Regions from separate parts of the Capra hircus genome. Here region 2 is linked to region 1. The links are chromatin contacts, called in public Hi-C maps. All regions are on one chromosome and are shown on one strand. The core of a region is the stretch at or near the end of the contact, and the rest is flanking DNA. Distances in the headings are between cores, read along the strand shown.

Region 1 (6,996 bases), core at 1,975-4,474:
ACACCCAAGGTCCAGGAGAGGGGAGGAGCTCCGTGAGGGCCGGGCTTCAGTCTCAGCTTGCCTACCCTGTCCCTGGGCCCACACTGCAGCCCTGGGCAGGCTACAGGCAGAGTTAACAGCCCCATTTCCCGGGGGCCATGACATGCCCACAGCGGCGCAGAAGTGGCCCCACGGCCGGTGTGTGGACTGGATTTCGGGGCTCTTTATGCTTCTGGGTCTGGCCCCAAGCCCGTGGGGACAAGCAGGGCATAAAGAAATGAGTCCAGGCTTTCCTGGTGGTCCAGTGGTTGAGAATCCACCTGCTGGTGCAGAGGGCACGGGTTCGATTCCTGGTCTGGGAGGACCCCACCTAACTAAGCCCATGCGCCACTACTGAGCCCAAGGGCTGCAGCTACTGGAGCCCGCTTACCCACAGCCCAGGCCACCGTTGCACCGCGACGAAGAGCAGACCCCACTCACCACAACTAGAGAAAGCCCGTGCGCAGCCCAACCAAAAATAAATAAATAACGAAATAAAATTTTTAAAAAATTTAGAAATGAGTCTAGAGAAAGCCCAGGGGTGTGGGTCCCCCTGGACATGGTCTCCAGGATTCAGAGCCTCAGTACAGCTGGGGCTTGGGCACAGGAAAGAACTCAGGTCTGGCGTCCAACAGATCCAGCTTCAAGGCCCGCCCCCTCCATGCACTGGCTGTGTGGCCAGGCTGGAGTCTGTTTCCCCCGCTGCAGTGTGGAGACAATGATACACACGCATCCTCTGTGGGACACACCCCTCTTGTGGGTCTGTGCTCCCTCCTCCACCAGGGGGTAACTCTCAGGAGCCCAGCGCTTTGGTAACAGAACTGCTGCTCAGGCCCTCGACGCCCCAGGGCTTTGGCATCCCAGCCCCCAAGCCTAGGCACCAGCCAAGGTGTGGGCTCCTGGCGCCAAGAGCAGGGGCCCAGGCTCTGGGATGCCAGGTGTGGCAATGGGGGAAAGAGGGGAGCACACTCCCACCCAAAGGACTTTCACTGTCACGGTCACTTCCCGGCTCTGGGCCTCAGTCTCCTCATCCGTGCAAGGGGATGACACCACCTACCTGGTGGTTGGGAGGCTCAGAAGAGCATGCCTTGCGTTTCCCAAACCCCAGCCATCCCAGGGCCGGTGAAAGGTTTGCTCCCTTGAGCTCCACCTCCTCTGTTAAGTCCTTAAATCCATTCGCTTTTTTCCTTCATGGCATATAGATAGGGAAACAGTGGAAAAGTGGCTGACTTTATTTTTCTGGGCTCCAAAATCACTGCAGATGGTGACTGCAGCCATGAAATTAAAAGACGCTTACTCCTTGGAAGGAAAAGTTATGACCAACCTAGACAGCATATTAAAAAGCAGAGACATTACTTTGCCAACAAAGGTCCATCTAGTCAAGGCTATGGTTTTTCCTGTGGTCATGTATGGAGGTGAGAGTTGGACTATAAAGAAAACTGAGCGCCGAAGAATTGATGCTTTTGAACTGTGCTGTTGGAGAAGGCTCTTGAGAGTCCCTTGGACTGCAAGGAGATCCAACCAGTCCATTCTAAAGGAGATCAGTCCTGGGTGTTCTCTGGAAGGATTGATGCTAAAGCTGAAACTTCAAAACTTTGGCCACCTCTTGTGAAGAACTGACTCATTGGAAAAAACCCTGATGCTGGGAAAGATTGAGGGCAGGAGGAGAAGGGGACGACAGAGGATGAGATGGCTGGATGGCATCATCAACTCGATGTACATGGATTTGGGTGGACTCTGGGAGTTGGTGATGGACAGGGAGGCCTGGGGTGCTGAGGTTCATGGGGTCGCAAGGAGCTGGACAAGACTGAACAACTGAACTGACTGACTTTTTCCTTAAAAAAGAAACTATGTCATCATTAGTAGAGGACAAGGATCCCTTGTCAGAAATAGAAAGTAACCATAAAGATAGGCACAGCGGAGATTATGGGACCACATTCTAGCTGTGCGCTGGGATGGCCAGAGGCCCGATGGGGGCTCGCTGTCCTCTCGACAGAAGGTGCTCAGAGGCGGCCAGGTGTCCTTGCCCTGAACTGAGCTCTCTTCTCCACAGAAGGAGGGAAAGAGACTGGAAAAGGCGACGCTTTCTCTCCTTGACGGTCCACATTAGTGAATGCCTGCCGCACCTTGTGGTTGTTCCGTCGCTCAGTCGTGTCCGACTCCTTGCGACCCCACGGACTGCAGCACGCCAGGCCTCCCTGTCCTTCACCATCTCCCGGAGTTGGCTCAAACCCATGTCCATTGAGTCGGTGATGCCAACCAACCATCTCATCCTCTGTCATCTCCTTCTCCTCCTGCCTTCAATCTTTCCCAGCATCCGGGTCTTTTCCAATGAGTCAGTTCTTCGCATCAGGTGGCCAAAGTATTGGAGTTTCAGCTCCAGCATCAGTCCTTCCAATGAACACCCAGGACTGATCTCCTTTAGGATGGACTGGTTGGATCTCCTTGCAGTCCAAGGGACCCTCAAGAGTCTTCTCCAACACCACAGTTCAAAAGCATCAGTTCTTCGGCGCTCAGCTTTCTTCACAGTCCAACTCTCACCTCCATACATAGCCACTGGAAAAACCATAGCTTTGATTATACGGACCTTTTGTTAGCAAGGTGATGTTTCTGCTTTTTAATACACAGTTTAGATTCTGACTCAAGGACCCCCTGGCCCCAGTGGGACGTGCCCCCACTCAGGTGAGTCCCTCTGTGTAAACTAAGGTGTGTCCTCTCTGTAGACTAAGACCTGGCCGCTCTGGGTTCTTGGTCAGTTGCCTGGGGTCTGGTTAATAGAAAGTCAAGTCCCACAGTCCATCCCTGCTGGGAATGCCAGGGGCAGAGGACCCCAGGGCAGTCCCCCTGAGATATGGTCCTGCAGAGCCCTGTCCTGTGGGGAAACACTTCTACCCCAGGGGACCTCGTGCTGTTGGTGTGCCCTGCACACTGCATGGCGGCCCCTGCGGGCCTGCCTTCGGGAGCTGCAGGGATGGGGTGCAGGCCCAGAAACAGGTGTGGCAGAGGGAGATGGCAGAGGGGGCACCAAGGAGGAGGGAAGGCCAGGCAGCCACGGGAGGCCACCTGTGTGGGGCCTCGGCTTTAAGGCAAAGATGGAGAAGGAACGGCAGGAGAAAAGGGGAGAAGAAAAAGGAGTTCTGGTGGTGCAGGAGGTGAGGGGGCAGCGCCCGAGGCCTGGCTGGCCCGTTGAGAGCCCAGTGATAGGGCCAGACCGCCCGCGCCTTGATGCGTGACCTTGAGCAGCACAGGCCAGGCCTCTCGCATTCAGGGCTGGGGAGGGCGAGCAAAAGATGTCACCTGGGGGGTCTGGGCAGGCGGCTTGGAGGAGGAGCTGGTGAGCGGAAGCAAGAGGGAACAGGGGGGCCCAGAGCTCTCTGCAAGCTCCTTTCACAACCTTGTTATCCGGCGCCCCCAGGTGGACAATATGAGAATGACAGAAAATTCTAAAAATAAACGCGAGGAAACCAGCATTGCCCTCCCCACGACGAACAGCCACAGGCAACCCCATCTGAATCCCTCCACCTCTTACCTGCTCTGGGTCTTAGGCAGCCCACTGGAATTCTCAGTTTTGTCACTTGTAAAGTGGGATTCAATCCCAGGAGGTCATCAGATAATTGGCTATCCCTCCCCGCTCCCTGACACCGTGTTTTCACTGGTGTGGACAGGACGAAAAAGGTGACCTTTCAGGTCCCAGAAAGTCTGCAGAAGGCTAATACTAACACCCCTGACACTGTTGTAGCCACGTGTTCCGGGAAACAAACTCACTCAGAAGGACAATGCAGATAGCAAGTGCAGTTTATTACACGGGCGGGCCCAAGGCAGAGTCTCCTCTTAGCCAAGGACCCCAGTTTTTGTGAAAAGCTTATATACCCTAAGTGTACTTGCCCAAATCCACCTCCCCAAATTCCCTGAAACTAATCTGAACAAAGGAAAAGAAAGATACAAAGTTAACCTGTGATTCATATGCCTTAAGCCCAGGTAGTTAACAGTGGACAATTATCAATAGGCCTGTGGTCATACCCCAATAAGCATAATAGAATGTATGATTCTATTCGGTTACACAGATAATTAGGGTATTCTTATAGGCGACAGAGAGTCTAAGTATGAGCCCTGGGGCTCTTCCATATTGCAGGGGAGGGTGGGGGGGTCTGGTTTTCTGGTTGGTAAGTCGTTTCCATGGATACTGGGCATATAGCTCAAAGTCCACAGTCCGGCCCAAGCTGGAGTCCTGCTTTCAAGAGGGAGCCTGTTCTGTTTCCTCCTTCACCACCACCCCCCTGGATAACCCCAGGTAAGGATTGTGTAAATCCTCTGTGAAGAAAGACTTAAATAAAAAGACAGCCTTTATTCTTGAATGAGAAATCTAATCAACATCGTTTAAATGCCCCTTTTCTTTTCCTGAATCACTTACTCATTTAAAAAATCCAAATAGGATATTTAAAAACTAGTCAAATGACTCACATAGAAGAGTAAATGTGTGAAAATAGCTAAGAAAATTCTGAAAAGGAAGAGTAATGAGGAAGGGAAGGACTGACTCTATTCGCTGTTAAAAGATGCGGTGCTTGTTATTGTAATTTTCCACAGCAGTTGAGCACTTAATATGTTTCAGGCCCTGTTCCAACGGCTTTATAAAAACAAAAGCATTCAATCTTCATTACAACACTTGTGAAAGTAGGGGCTTAATACAGCGACCCTTTTCTCCTGCAAAGGTTCAGATCCACTGAGGGGAAGACAAGAAAGTCAGGGATCAATATACCCTTACTACTGATAGAAGCTGTATTAGAGGCTAAGGCAGAGGCAGGGCCAACAATGGGCTTCTTTTTTCTTTACTATTTATTTATGTGACTGCACTGGGCCTTAGTTTTGGCATATGGGATCTAGATCCCTGATCAGCGACTGAACTCAGGCAGCATTGGGAGCATGAAGTTTAGCCACTCGATCACCAGGGAAGTCTCGGCTTTTGGGGTTTTTTTTTTAAGATATGTTTTTCTTTTACTGTGGTGGGTGTCTGTTGCTGTGCATGGGTTTTCTCTAGTTGTGGCGAGTGGGGGCCACTCTTCTTTGAGGTGCTCAGGCTTCTCACTGTGGTGGCTTTTCTTGTGGGGCGGGGGCTCTAGGGCGTGTGGCCTTAGTAGTTGCAGCCCCTGAGCTCGAGAGCACAGGCTGAATGGTTGTGGCTCACGGGCTTAGTTGCTCCACGGCATGTGAAATCTTCCCAGATCAGAAACTGAACCCCTGTCTCGTGCATGGACAGGCGAATTGTGTACCACTGAGCCACCAGGGGCTTTTTAAAGTAGAACTCCATCAAGGGAATAAACAGACAAGTCAGACACTGGGAGAAAATATTTGGAAAACACATATCTGATAACTTATATGCGAAATATGCAAAGAACGCTTCTAACTCAGCAATGAGAAAAAAAAAGAATGACCCAGTTTAAAATGGTTTAAAGATCTAGGCAGACACATCACCAAAGACGTATACATATAGCACATAAGCAGAGGAAAAGATGGCCAATACAATACATACTCAATTCAGCTCAGTCGCTCAGTTTAGGCAATTGCAAATTAAAATAGTGAGATACCACTACATACCTATTAAAATCCAAATGGCTAAGATCCAAGGAAACAGAAAAACAAAACAAAGCCCACAGCTCCAAATACCGATGTGGAGGTGGAGCAACAGGAAGTCTCATTCATTGCTGGTGGAGATGCAAAGCAGCCCCAGCAATCACACTCCAAGGTATTTACTCAAAGGACTTGAAAACTTATGTCCACACAAAAACCTGTACATGGATACGTATAGCAGTTTTATGATTTCATAATTTATTAATATTAAATGATTGCTTTCATAATGTTTTCATAATTGCTAAAACCTAAAAAGGCAGCCATGACGTCCTTCCATAGCTGAATGGATAGTGAAATATACACCCATAAAGCGGAATATTATTCAGCACTAAAATGAAATGTGGCTATGAAGCCACAAAAAAGATGTCAAGTAACTTCAAACTATCAATTAGCTAAAGAGGTCAGTCTGGAAAGGCTGTACGATTCCAGCTATATGACATTCTGGAAAAGGCAAAACTACACAGACAGTAAAAAGATCAATGCCTGGGGTCCTAGGGGAGTAGGGAGAAGGATGAACAGTGGATGTTCAGAGCGGTGAAATTATTCCGTGTGATTCCGTAATGGTGGCCCCCTGACATGCGTTTGTCTAGCTCAGCACTGTGCGACACCAAGTGTGGACTCTTGCAAATTGTGTTTATGTGTGTGTGCGCGCGCGCTCAGTCACTCAGTCGTGTCCGACTCTTTGCAACCCTATGGACTGTAGGCCTCCAGGTTCTTCTGTCCCTGAGATTCTCCAGGCGAGAACACTGGAGTGGGTGGCGATGACCTCCTCCAGGGGATCTTCCCACCCTGGGATCGAGCCTGCGTCTCATTACGTCTCCTGCATTGGCAGGGGGGTTCTTTCCCACTAGCGCCACCTGGGAAGCCCTGTCCAGCGCAGGGTGGACATCAATGGAACCATTTGAGAGTCCAGAAACAGACCAAAGGATACAGGTAGCATTTCAAATCGAGGAGGAAAGATGATGAGTTAGTCAGTAATGAGGTTGGGGGAGATTACTGAGATCTCCTCCCCCACCACTGTCGGTCACATGACCTAAAATTCCACCCAACATAGCCCCTCTCGCTGAGTTAAGGTGCAGTCACGCCAGTCATTATCAACCCCACTCTTAGAGCAGTGCTAACTTATTCCGTAGTCTGTTCCCAGGGGCCCGGCTCATGAGTGGGTTATGTGTGAGTAGGCAGTGGAAGGGCCTCGTCTGGAAGCTGGGCATCCCTGAGGGGTTCTGGGAAATACCAACACTACCCCTGCCCTCGCTTCCCAGGTGGCTCAGGGGTAAAGAACCTGCCAATGCAGGAGATACAGGAGACTGATGATATCCCTGGGTCAGGAAGATTCCCCTGGAGGGGGAAAGG
Region 2 (6,996 bases), core at 2,309-4,808, 170 kb after region 1:
TCACAGAAGTGTCCTTTTGGGGTTTTTTTGGCCACACTGCACAGCTTACAGGATCTTAGTTCCCACACCAGGGATGGAACCTGTGCTCTCTTCAGTAGAAGCACAGAGTCCTATCGAATAGATTGCCAGGGGATTCCCCTTGATTTATTGTTTTTTTTTTAATAGAAATTTAAGCTGATGCCATTACCTCCTTTAATGGGTTAGACGGTTTGAAATCCTCAGTCAGTTCAGTCATTCAGTCGTGTCTGACTCTTTGTGACCCCCATGGACTGTAGCACGCCAGGCTTCCCAACTCAATCACCAACTCCTGAAGCTTACTCAAACTCATGTCCATTGAGTCAGTGATGCCATCCAACCATCTCATCCTCTGCCCTCCCCTTTTCCTCCTGCCTTCAATCTTTCCCAGCATCAGGGTCTTTTCCAATGAGTCAGTTCTTCACATCAGGTGGCCAAAGTATTGGAGTTTCAGCTTCAACATCAGTCCTTCCAATGAATATTCAGGACTGATTTCCTTTAGGATGGACTGGTTGGATCTCTTTGCTATCCAAGGGACTCTCAAGAGTCTTCTCCAATACCACAGTTTAAAAGCATCAGTTCTTCAGTGCTCAGCTCTCTTTATAGTCCAGCTCTCACATCCATACATGACCACTGGAAAAACCATGGCTTTGACTAGATGGACCTTTGTTGGCAAAGTAATGTCTCTGCTTTTGAATATGCTGTCTAGGTTGGTCATAACTTTCCTTCCAAGCAGTAAGCGTCTTTTAATTTCTGGCTGCAATCACCATCTGCAGTGATTTTGGAACCCAAGAAAATAAAGTCTGTCACTGTTTCCATTGCTTCTCCATCTATTTGCCATGAAGTGATGGAACCGGATGCCATGATCTTAGTTTTCTGAGTGTTGAGTTTTAAGCCATCTTTTTCACTTTCCTCTTTCACTTCCATCAAGGGGCTCTTCAGTTCCTCTTCACTTTCTGCCATAAGGGTTGGTGTCATCTGCACATCTGAGATGTGCTTAATCCAGCCCAGCATTTCGCATGATGTATTCTGCATATAAGTTAAATAAGCATGGTGACAATATACAGCCTCATTACTATAATATTTATAACATTACAATATTATAAAAAATAATTGAAAAGTGAAATGAAAATTTATGTTAACACAAAAACCTATGCTTACAAACCTATACATGAACATTTATAACACATTTATTTGTAATCATCAGAGACTAGAGAAATAGCCAAATATCCTTCAGTTGGACTGACAAACCATGGTACATTCTTCACTCAATGGAAACTACTCACAGTAAGTAGAAATAAAGTATTGATCCATGTAACTATGTAGATGGATTTCAGATGAATTATGTGAAATGAAAGATAAGACAATCTCAAAAGGCTATATGTTGTATGATTCTATTCATATGAGATTCTGGAAAAGTCAAAACTATGTAAATAAAACATCAGTGGTTTCCAGGGGTTGGAAATAGAAGGAGGGGTTGATTACAGTGGAGTGGGGAGAAATCTGAGGGGTGAGGGGACAGTTCTACATCTTGATTGGTGATGGTTACATGACTAGATGAATTTGTCAAATTATGCACTAAACAGGGTGCATTTTACTGTGTGTAAATTATACCTTAAAAAATGGAAAAAAAAAGGGAAAGAAGTGCTCAGCGATATGGGACTTATAACACATGAAATACAGAAGGCTGAGAGCCGAAAAATTGAGGCTTTTGAACTGTGGTGCTGAGAGAAGACTCTTGAGAGTCCTTTGGACTTCAGGGAGCTCAAACCAGTCAATCCTAAATCCTAAAGGAAGTCAACCCTGAATATTCATTGGCAGGACTGATGCTGAAGCTGAAACTCCAATACTTTGGCCACCTGAAGCGAATAGCTGATTCACTGGAAAATATCCTGATGCTGGGAAAGACTGAAGGCAGGAGAGGGGATGACAGAGGACGAGATGGCTGGATGGCACCACTGACTCGACGGCCATGAGTTTGAGAAAGCTCTGGGAGATGGTGAAGGACAGAGAAACCTGGCGTGCTGCAGTCCACGGGGTCACCGAGAGTCAGACTCGACTGTGCGACTGAAGGACAACACAGAACTCTCACGCAGCCATGAAGCACGCTTGTGTTAGTCGCTCAGTCCTGTCTGACTCTGTGACCCACGGACCGTAGCCCACCAGGCTGCTCTGTCCATGGGATTCTCCAGGCAAGAATACTGGAGAGGGTTGCCACTTCCTCCTCCAGGCGATCTTCCCGACCCAGGGACTGAACCCACGTCTCCTGGGTCTCCTGCATTGCAAGTGGATTCTTCACCTGCTGAGCCATTGGGAAGATCCCAAAACAAGCTTTTAGTGGAAGTATATTTAGGGACATGAGGAAAGTTCATGATCAAATATTGAAAGATTGAAGCAGGGTACCAAACCACATTTAGAGTATGACCCCAGTTCTGTAAAGCACACACACATTAAGGGTAAGGACAATGAAACAGGTGCATGTGTGCATGTACAGAAAAAAGCCCAGAAAAAATGCACCAGAACATTAGCAGTATTACCTCTGCATGTTAGGACTTGAATGTTTTTCTGGATACTTTTGCTTAGTTTCCAAATTTTCATCTGAACCTTTCCTCCTTTTACAATGACAACATTGTTATTTTAAAACATTGTAGAGGGGCAGAAGCAGCCTGGCTATCTTGATGGGGAAGTGACTGATAAGCTGCACATGGTTCGCTTGCAGTCAGCTGCCCCTTGTTGATCAAATGCCACGAGCTGGGGGCTGTCTGTTCTCAGGCCTCTGGGCCAGGCAGTCGGGTTTCTGTGGCCTTCAGTTGCCGCACTGCGTGTCACGGCTGTAGCCTGCTCACCAAGCCAGGGTGTTAGCTATCCTTTCCTCAGATAGTGATGTTATTATTATTACTTTAATTTTAAAAGTATTTATTTATGTGTTTGACTGTGCTGGGTCTTAGTTGCGGCACGGGGGATCTGGTTCCCTGACCAGGGCTTCAATGTAGGCTCCCTGCATTGGGAATGTGGAAACTTAGCCACCGGAAAGTGAAAGTGAAAGTCACTCATTCGTATCCAACTCTTGGCTCCAGGCCAGAATAGTGGAGTGGGTAGCCTATCCCTTCTCCAGCGGATCTTCCCAACCCAGGGTTCGAACCCAGGTCTCCCGCATTGCGGGCGGATTCTTTACCAGCTGAGCTATCACCTGGGAAATCTCCAGAGAATGATGTTATTTATGCAGTTCATCTGTCCCTTCCTTCATTCATTTCTTAGCCTTTCCCACAGAGGATCCAAAGAAGAAGTCTAAAACAGTGTACTCTGGGTTTGATTGGATGGTTCAAGATTGATTTCTTTTCGGTTTTTAGTTCCGCAAGCACTGGGGCTAGAGAGAAGGTAAGGCGCCATCCCTGAACCAATGAACTTGACGCCAGCAGTGACAACGTGGTGTCCAGAGTACATAGGGGGTCCTCTCAGGTCCGTGGCTCTGATTCGGGATGACTCCCATCCTGCTAGGTAACTGCAGATGAGCGGCCCTGGGGGCAGGCATGCCCTCACCGGCCGAGGCCGGCGCTCTCGTAGTCCAACAGCGCCACCTAGAGGGCAGAGACGGCACTGCACCACCCACGTCTGCGCCTTGGTAGCTGTTGCACCTTGGGCGAGTTAGCTAACCTCTCTGTGCTTCAGGTTCCTCACCTATGAAAACAGGAATAACAATATTTACGTAGTTCAGAGTGTTGCTGTGTTAAATGTTAATAGATGTCAAAAAGTTTAGAACAAGTTCTGGCATACAGTGAAATACAAATGTTTACTATTACCATTTTAAATAACCAAAAAACCCCAGAATACTATTGTCACTTATTGACGAGCAAACCAAGGCTCAGAGAAATTAAGTATTTTGTTCAAGGTAACATAACTAATTAAGGTCCCACAACCAGTCAAGTTTGAGTGCAGGGAATATGACCTCACAGTCCATGCTCTTGACCACTGGCTTCAACTTTTCACCTTTGTAAGACTTTAAGTTTCAGAGAAGAAAAAAATATTTTATCAGATTTTGGGGTGGGAAGTCCAGCCTTCTTATATACAGTTTCGTATATGAATGAATATATGGCTTGGAGGAAGCATTCGTGCCCAGCGTCTGGTTGGGGAGGATCTGGCATCTCCATCAGGGGTCTGTATACTTTGGTTATTATCCGCTTGAGTTGGGATGTATTTGGGGGTGAGACCACTTTCATAAAGTGGAGCCTTATATCTGTGTGTTTTAACAAGCCCTTTTCACACTGTTGACCCCAGCTGATGATGAAAAAGAAAAGATGGGAACCATTTCCTCACTTTCCAGACGAGGAAACTGAGGGTCAGAGATATGAAGGGACTTGCCTGCGGACGCAAGGTGCCCACCGACCCTGGGGGGCACCTCTCTCTCCACTACCCGGCTGCCACCAAGCTCTCCCTGCCCCTTGCCAGGGATGGGAGGTCACGCTGGCCTGGTGTCCCTTGCTCCCTGGGCTTGCTCTCTTTTTTAGAACAATTTTTAACATAAAAAAAAGATTCCTTATTTGTTTATTTGGCTGCGTTGGGTCTTAGTTGCCTCATGGGGATCTTTCACGGGGGCGCACGGACTCTCCAGTTGTGGCTCTTGGGCTCAGCAGTTGTGGTACATGTGCTTAGTGGCCCCGTTGTATATGGGATCTTAATTCCGCAAAGTGAAAGTGAAAATTGCTCAGTCGTGTTCGACTCTTTGCAATCCCATGGATTATACAGTCCCTGGAATTCTCCAGGCCAGGATACTGAAGTGGGTAGCCTTTCCCTTCTTCAGGGGATCTTCCCAATCCAGGGATCGAACCCAGGTCTCTCGCATTGCAGGCAGTCTTTACCAGCTGAGCCACCCGGGAAGCCCTTAGTTCCCCAACCAGGGGTCAAACTGACGTCCGCTGCATTGCAAGGCAGGTCCTTAACCGCTGGACCACCAGGGAAGTCCCCTCCCTGGCTCTCTTTGTCCATACTGTCCCTGCCTCCTTGGCCTGGACTGTGGCTGATTGATCTCTAGGTCCCCAGGGCCCAGCTCCTGTGGCCTAGAGCTGGCTTAGGAGCATCTGCTGGTTGTATGAACAAATCACTGGAGCACAAGGATACGGGTACTTAGGGCAGCTGTCTTGCTCAGAGTGTGGCCCCAGGTCAGCATCCCCTGGGGACTTGTTAGATATGCAGACTCTGGGCCTCAGAAACTCTGGAATGTGGCCTGGCAAGCTAGGCTGTAACAAGCCCTCTGGATGTTTGAGAACAAGCTCCCTTTGGAGCCAGGCACTGGAGTTTGGACCCCACGTCTGCCCCTGACTTGCTGTGTGGTGTGATGGCAAGCCACTCAAACTCTCTGGTCTATAAAATGGGGCTCATCGTCGTGAGGAAGTTTTTATGGTCCTTTGCAGGGAGGGGTGCTCAGCACAGGGCCTGGCGTGTAGCTTATTCGTGTTTAGCCCAAGGCTAGTTGCGAAAGCAGGCTGAGAAGCTGCCTGTCCCCCAGGAGTGCGGAGTCAGCCTGGATCCTCTGGCTCTGTGCTTGGCAGTGGCCCTGCCTGGTGGGGGATGAGCCTCAGACCTCAGCAGCTTGTTCCCCTCAGTCTTCCCCGCAAGGCAGCCCCAGGTCGGTCCATTAAGGTGCTGTGCCCCGCCCCCCACGCCTTCTGCTCACTCCCTCCAGAGACAAGTCAGCCCAGGGGTCACGGCCGGCCCAGCTGAGGGAAAACCCCTGAGAGGGGCACAGACCTCCTGCAGGCGTCTGGGGAAAGGGCTGGTAAGGGGCACAGGGGGTGGCTGCCCGGCTCACTAGGTCAGAGATCATTTGCCCTCTGAGCATGACCAGGGGGTATTGGAGAGATGAAATACCACCCCCCATGTGCTGAGGGGACTGGGGTGGGCTGCTGAGGGTCCCCTGGGGGTGGTGTGGATGCAGCCATGGTCTAGGGGGGAGAAGGGGCAGTGGCAATGGGGCTGGGGAAGACAGAGGCAAAGGGGACCGGGTGGCCCAGCATGGAGGGTGAGGGAGGGACAGCCAAGGATGCCAGGGGGTCCTGACTGGGGTCGGGGGACGTGGTGCCAGGCACCTGTGGCCTGTGACTCTGAGTCTAACCTTCATGGGAGGAAGGCATCGCTATGGCTTGGAGAGGACGAGGCCCAGGGGTGGGTGAAGGTTTCCAGCTCGCCCTGAGGGCCAGGACAGGAGAGGGCAGCAGGCAGCGAGGGCCCCTCAGGTTTCCTTGCAGGAGCTCTAGGGGGCACAGGAAGCAGAGAAAAGAGGTTGTTTCACCCCAACTCTTGAGGGTTCCTCCTGCTCCAGCCACCCTGTTCTTTATCCACCAATGGAGGAAGCAAGAACGGGCTCGCCCTCATGAATCCTGCAGACGCAGGTTTGAACTATGGTTCTGTCGTAGGACCTTGGGCAGGGCGCTGGACTTGTTTCCAGACGGGGTGTCTTCTGTAAAGTGGGGACTCCAGCCCCCACAGTGGGCTGGCACCGCAGTACATGAGTTCACAGAGTGCCCAGGACTGGCCGGCCCAGCTCAGGCCATGGGACTGGGAGCCTGCCCTGACCCCGGTTGTGTCACGGAGGCTGCCTGGGGCTGCAACTGGAAGCTGGTGACTGCCAGGGGCAGCGGGCAGCCTCGATGGGCTCAGCGCCTCCTCAGAAGCAGAGAGCAGGGCCCACCTCACTTGCAGCATGTTTGGAGCTGGGCAGTTCTTTGCAGACGATGCCAGTGAAGTGGGCCTGACACACAGCAGGTGCTCAGGACGTTTTCGAAGCAGCTGGGGCCATGAGTGGTCTCTGGTCTGGTCTTGCTGTCTGGGCCCCGGGGAGGGGGAGGGAAGTGCCAGCCTGCTGCCCATGCTGGGGGCACCAAGGCCACACAGAAGCAGGTTGGAGGGAGGGAAGCACCCTGAGGTGCCTCGACTCCCTGGCCTCTAGCTTGGCAGGGACAGTGGAGCGGGGACACGGGCCCTGGG

The links. A called contact is a pair of places that touch in the nucleus more often than the background predicts.
Region 2: a Hi-C map of blood shows a contact between it and region 1, with 4 times the contacts expected there. The contact joins two enhancer-like sites. A contact is called at or near these places in 3 of 5 Hi-C or Micro-C datasets (blood and liver).

What each region holds. Positions count from the first base shown.
Region 1 is chr5:112,487,022-112,494,017 of ARS1.2, forward strand. No RefSeq gene overlaps it. Among named protein-coding and RNA genes, the nearest start is that of A4GALT, 43 kb to the right of the region's middle. Within about 2 kb of position 3,225, at least 1 of the 5 cell types and tissues checked has an H3K27ac peak or open chromatin away from gene starts, as enhancers often do.
Region 2 is chr5:112,652,378-112,659,373 of ARS1.2, forward strand. No RefSeq gene overlaps it. Among named protein-coding and RNA genes, the nearest start is that of ARFGAP3, 13 kb to the left of the region's middle. Within about 2 kb of position 3,559, at least 1 of the 5 cell types and tissues checked has an H3K27ac peak or open chromatin away from gene starts, as enhancers often do.